2 separate regions of the Mus musculus genome follow, and region 2 is linked to region 1. Evidence: chromatin contacts called from public Hi-C data. All regions are on one chromosome and are shown on one strand. Each heading gives the region's core, a stretch centred on a gene start, on an enhancer-like site or on the middle of the called end of the contact. The rest is flanking DNA. Distances are from core to core; before and after follow the strand shown. Region 1 overlaps Adra1d (adrenergic receptor, alpha 1d). Region 2 has its middle 44 kb from the start of Gm30986.

Evidence for each region. A called contact is a pair of places that touch in the nucleus more often than the background predicts.
Region 2: a Hi-C map of muscle stem cells shows a contact between it and region 1, with 1.7 times the contacts expected there. The contact joins two enhancer-like sites. A contact is called at or near these places in 1 of 15 datasets of contacts at CTCF or cohesin (the NIH/3T3 cell line), 1 of 484 Hi-C or Micro-C datasets (muscle stem cells) and 1 of 115 datasets of contacts at active chromatin or transcription factors (the NIH/3T3 cell line).

The regions. Positions count from the first base shown.
Region 1 is chr2:131,547,083-131,550,006 of GRCm38.p6, reverse strand. All of the region lies in intron 1 of Adra1d (adrenergic receptor, alpha 1d), which reads left to right. All of the region lies in intron 1 of Gm39938 (a long non-coding RNA gene), which reads right to left. Among named protein-coding and RNA genes, the nearest start is that of Gm39938, 10 kb to the right of the region's middle. Within about 2 kb of position 1,451, at least 49 of the 459 cell types and tissues checked have an H3K27ac peak or open chromatin away from gene starts, as enhancers often do. A contact at or near this core is called in the NIH/3T3 cell line and muscle stem cells, where this site is marked.
Region 2 is chr2:131,694,955-131,697,784 of GRCm38.p6, reverse strand. No RefSeq gene overlaps it. Among named protein-coding and RNA genes, the nearest start is that of Gm30986, 44 kb to the left of the region's middle. Within about 2 kb of position 1,269, at least 26 of the 459 cell types and tissues checked have an H3K27ac peak or open chromatin away from gene starts, as enhancers often do. A contact at or near this core is called in the NIH/3T3 cell line and muscle stem cells, where this site is marked.

The DNA.
Region 1 (2,924 bases), core at 202-2,701:
CTCATGCAAAGACACACTGCAGACAGAGAGTGCCAGAGCAGGGCTGCAGCACTGGGGGACTGGAGAAAGGTAGAGGCTACAGCTGGCAGCACACAGTAGCCTCCTTGGTAAAAACAACTTCTAAAGCAAGTTTGCCCAGCTGGGCTTTGTACCCATAAGAAATCAGAGAATGATGTTCAGGATGGGGGAGTGAGCCCACTAGAACCAAGGAGGAGTGTGCCCGAGTACTGAGAGTGGTATAGCCTCAGCCCCAAGACTCCTGTATACCCATTGAGACTTTCATAGCCTTAGTCTGTACTGTGTTGCTATAACAAAATAGTTGAGATTAACAACCTTATAAAGAAAAGAGGTTTATTTGTCTCTCAGTTCTGATAGCTGGGAAGCCCAGACAACATCATCATCAGTATCTAGGAAGGGCTTATGGGAACAACACAGAATGGAAGAGAATGGAAGGGGAAATGGCAGAGTATAAGAGAAATAGATATATGTGGTGGTCTTGCTTTATATCCCAGTGTCATGAGAATTATCCCAGTCTTATAAGACCTGGCCCACTCCCACCAGACAGCATTAACCCTTCCATGAGAATGGAGCTGCCCCCGCCACCACCACCACCACCACCTACCTTCCACAAGGCCCCATCCATTACACATTGTCCCACCTCAATATGCACTGAGGGCCAAGCTTCCGCAGCACCGGTAACAAAGCTGATGCACTGATGGGGGATGAGCAGGTAAAGCAGCTGGTGGATCCACCAGCTGTCTCTGGCAGACTGCAACAAAGAAGCCTGAGTATCCTAAGCAGTATATCTGCACACCGTGGTTAGAAAGAGAGTAAGAACTGATTGTGGCAGAGGCTGTGGGGCCCACCTGTTTCCCTCAGATCTCCGGTTTGCACAGGCCCACTCCTAAGTGCCTGCCTGCATCTCTTACCCACAGGCTTCCGTAACTTACTCCTTTTTGCAGCCCATCCAAAATGCAGTCCATATAAGTGGGGAAATTTAATTAGTGAAGAAATCAGCTAGAGAATGATGGAGATGAGTGTTAGGTACCCACATCCCTCACCATTGGTGGGAAAACCCAAAACTCCCCTTAGGGGTTAAGCCTCAGTTTCTCACATTAGCAACTGACTTACCAGTCAGCAGCTACCCAAGGTGTTTCACTATCAGGCTAAACGCTTGCACTTGAACCCTGTCCTATCTCAGAGCTTGCTTCTGAGAAAACTCAAAGTAAGTCAGACCTCAAGGGAAGCAGAAGGAAATTGTTGGGGCTGGAAGCCTGCCTTTGAATCCCAGCCCCTTCGGGTGTGAGAAATTCCCTGTTCCAGGAAGACTCTGCAAAAGTCAGTTGTGCATAAATTAAAGTATCAATGTCTGCAGTAAGACTGGGACAGCACTAAAACATGGCATGCTGTCCACATATCTGAATAAAACCAGGCTGGCAACAACCACTGGACAACATAGTCCACTGATGTGTCAGCCACTGCTAAACAGAAAAAAATGCAGTCTGAGTCAGAATGGCATTTCCAGCATTTGGCTTGACTTTGCAGCCATTGAGGGATGCTATCCTTGAGGGTGCTCTTCCTGCAGGACAGGATCCTTCCTTCGGGCATTTTCCAGGGACTGCCTAACCCTTCTGCAGGGGGAAATAAGCCTTGCTGAGCCCTGGTACCCATAACCCCGCCGTATTTCAGCTACTGTTTCTGACCGCTCTCTAGATACAGTCAGTAAGTCCTTTCCCAAGTCTGTGGTACCTCTCTGAAAAGCCACAGGGCAGGGGAGGGATAAGTAGGGGTGGGTGAGTGGGTAGGTGGGTTGTTTGGTGGGTTAGTTTGCTTGCTGTTCTAAGAATTGAACCTGGGGCTCTCAAATGCTGCATGAGTTCTCTAGTACTGATCTATATTATCTCTACCCCAACACATTTAGATTAAAATCCTGCTAAGCACTGAGCCCTGAAATTTATGAATCCCATCCAGAGAATTATTATTGTCTCCAGCTCACAGAAAAAGAAAGTGAGGCTTTCAGTGGCCAAGTAGCTTGCCAGGGGCAGCATGAGCAGGTGGGAAAAGGCTGGGCTGTGTGGTGGGTACTGTCCTCTCCTTCCACCATCTCTTAGCATCAGGAACTGTTTCTCCATGTGGGTAGTAGGTGATATGCAAGGGTCTCTGCCATATTGGGGTAAATCAGGGGGAGAATTTGTCAGAGAATGCCATGCCTGGCCTTCTCTGTCTCTCAGATCTGCAGGCTTTGTCCAGAGTGACGCTTGTGCTGAGGATGAGATAGGTGAGAGGTGACCTCTAGGCAGCACCTTTGCACTCAGTCTCCTTCCCCTGAGAACGGCTTCCTTGGAGTCCGTATTGGGGATACTAATGGAGATATTTGTGGAAAACCAGGTCTTAGTGCCCGTTTGCACTTGTCTGGTGTTCTGTTCCCCCACCTAAAACCATCCCAGCTTTTCCTCAACACTTTCCCGGGCACAGCCCTACAGGGCTACATTTTGACAGCCATGGGTATTGTGCTCTGAACTGGGTCTCTCACCAGCTTAAAAATAACCAGAGCTCTAACTCCCCCACTGAAGGAAAGCTGTGCCTTAATTCAAGGTCCTCCATTATGGAGCCTAGATGAGATGTGAGCTCACCCTACAGGATAGCCACAGGCTCCGTGCCTGTCCCATCCTGCCTAAGTCTGAGATGGTTGGAAGCTGTCGCTGAGCCTACGATCAGCCCTGTGCCCCATTGGTAGTCACACTGTCACCCAGAGCCAGCACCACAGTTTCACGACTCCTCTACAGTACCGAGCACTGAGCAAACCTCTCCCTTTCTGTGCTTAGGCAGTAGAGTACACTGCAGAGACTGAGTGCTGTAAAATGCTGTACAAAAGATTGCTAATGAACTCATTTTGCTGGAAAAGGTTGTCAAAATATTTTTAC
Region 2 (2,830 bases), core at 20-2,519, 150 kb before region 1:
GCAAAGCATGATATTCTCAAGGGTACAGTAGTGGCATTTGTATCTTAGGGGTCACCAACAGCTACCTATTGGATTTAAGGCCGACTCTGAGGGAATTGATGCCTGGTGCAGTAAACCTAGCCATCTAAGCATGGCCAGTGAAGTCAGGACCACAGAGGAGACCCTACCACTGCCATAATCTTAAACCAATATAATCCCCGGCTTCATTCTAAATATCTATCCTTACCTCCACAGGTAACTGTGTTTCTAACCTCTTATCAAAGATGTTTCTTTTTTTTACAACAGATAGAGACAATCACAGAAATCCACAACATGTCAAAATGTAAAGAATAAGTAACTGTGGAGATCTTAACCCCCAAATGTTATTATACATTTACAACACAACCTCTACACCCAAGCCTCAGAGGACATGGTGGAGGATTGTAAGAGACAGAGGACCAGGACATCTGCTGTGAGGTAGTGTCTTAAGCTACATTTATAAAATGTTAACAACACGGTCACCTAAAGAAGACCTGTACAATGAAAATGCCAGTTGATGTACCAACACGAATGTGGGAACTCTCACAAGGCCTCACCACTAGAAGAAGAGCTACAAGCAAATAATGGCTACTAAAAGAGAAAGAATCAGATTTCTCAAGGACAAGCTACCTGATACATTATTCAATCCCAATTTGTCATCTCTAAATAAATATGTACTAAATGAATTCAGCAGGATCTATCATCTATTTATCTGTCTATCTGTAACAATAATAATCAAAGAACAGGTCAGAAAGTTGAGAGGGAGTAGGAGGGGATAGGAGAAGAGTTGGAGAGGGGAGAGTGAGTGGAAATGTTATAAATGTATTTCATGTATACAATTCTCAAAAATAACAATAAAATAAATGTTAAAAAATACCATGATTTATGTTTCCATAAAAAGAATATGTAAAATTGTCTATTCCCTTAACTAGGTAAGATAGAATTTTAAATGTTTCTTTAATCTCAATCCTGAAAAGCATGATTCATTGTTAATTTGGTTGTTCTTCATGGTTGTGGTCAGAGAGATGTGGATCGAGAAAGAAAGGGGCACAGGGTCTTATCTCATCTTTGTTTTCTGTCATGAGAGAGAAAGAGAAGCTGTGGTAGGCATCAGGACTTAGGAAGACACGTAGGTCAGGGGCAGAAGAGAGAGGTGACTGATGGGAAGTGGTGAGTCACACCTGGAGGGGGACTTTGCTAACAGAGAAGCAGATAGCTCTGCAGGCATGCAGCTGCTGTTCTGCGGAAGGCTCTGGAGACAGGAGTGGGCCTGAATGCTTCTGACCATGACTCAGGCCAGGAGCATGGGCAATAGTCCCACCACTTGGCATCTCTTTGTCTTGGCAGCATGGATCATAGAAATGATACTCATAACACCACCAACAATTTTCTACTGCTGTAAAATTTTAACACACCGTTTCTAACAAAACAGTATATATTGTTGCAAATTGAAATAAAAATAGCTGTAGCATGTGACAGTCCTCACTATGGAAATTCTTTTATTTGTTTACTTGTTGGCAATTTCACTCACATATATAATGTGTTTTTACCATATGCATTGCCAATTATCCAATAAGTAAAATTTAAATGATCTATGTCTGAAGGAGAGTGGGTAGAAGAAAGATGCTGGGATTTACTCTCTTAATCCACAGACCTTGGCTCTGTGGCTTTATTTTCCATCTGTTCTAAAACTGCTCCTCCAAACCAGCCAGCCCTGTCCTTGCCAACCTTGGAGATGTGTCTTATACACAAGCTCATCTACTCCCAAGACCAGCCACTTGGTGCTAAACCTGTCTCTCTATGTGCTTTTGGTGAGTGAGGACTGTCCTGAAAAAACTGTACTAGACCCTCTCCAGAGCTAACCTCGCACACATTATCAGACTGGAAGTCTAGCTGTCTTGTGTATAAAAAAATTGGCTCTTGGTGTTTCCACTTCTAACCTGCAAAGAGCAGATACCCAGACATGGATAAAGTATCAACACCATGACACCCTGTCTAACCAACAAACCAAACCAGCCTTTTGTACACCAAGCCTGCCTCTAGTCTTTCCTGGGTGAGGCATTCTGGCTCTGTAGGGGAAGCCATCCTCTTCTGCAAACCAAACTACACTTACCTGGGACATGCTGACTAGACTTGGCCTGTGACTAGTCAGGCCTAGGATGAGCTAGGGGTGAGTCCAAGGTAAGTCAGAACAAACGCCCCATCATGTCTACCCCACCTGAAGTTTGTGTGTTAACCTGGTGCTGACCTCTTCTGAGCTCACAGATCTGGATGTCACATTGTCACCAGAAAAGCAGCGTGGAAAAGTGCTCCGAATAAAATTCTCTCACCATCACAGACTTGGGAGGCAGACCAGCAATTAGAGGAAGAAGGTTCCTGTTTTCTCCCATCTCATGGTTCTCACCACACAGGATCTACAGTGACCTCACATCCACCCCCTATGCCTCCCCCATAGGACCTGCTGCTATTGAGTAGTGACCTTGGTTTCCATGTTTCCATGCACAGGAGCTGATTGCTGAGCTGGGAAGAACCTTGCCTCTGATCTACAGCAGCCTAGGATTTTGGCAGTGGAACAGGATCCTAGCACAGAGTCCACTTCCTGTACAGGAATGAGTTGACATGAAGGGCAAGAGCCATTGTGGAGGATGCTCTGTCATCTGCATCTTTCACTTACTAGAGGTGAGAGGCAACAAGTGGAGCCCCTAGGGCATCACAAGGGAGAATTTGTAAACCACTGGCTGAAGCTAGACCCCCAAATCACAGTGCTGAGTGAAATGATTCAGATAAACTGATATATAAAATAGTAACCTGT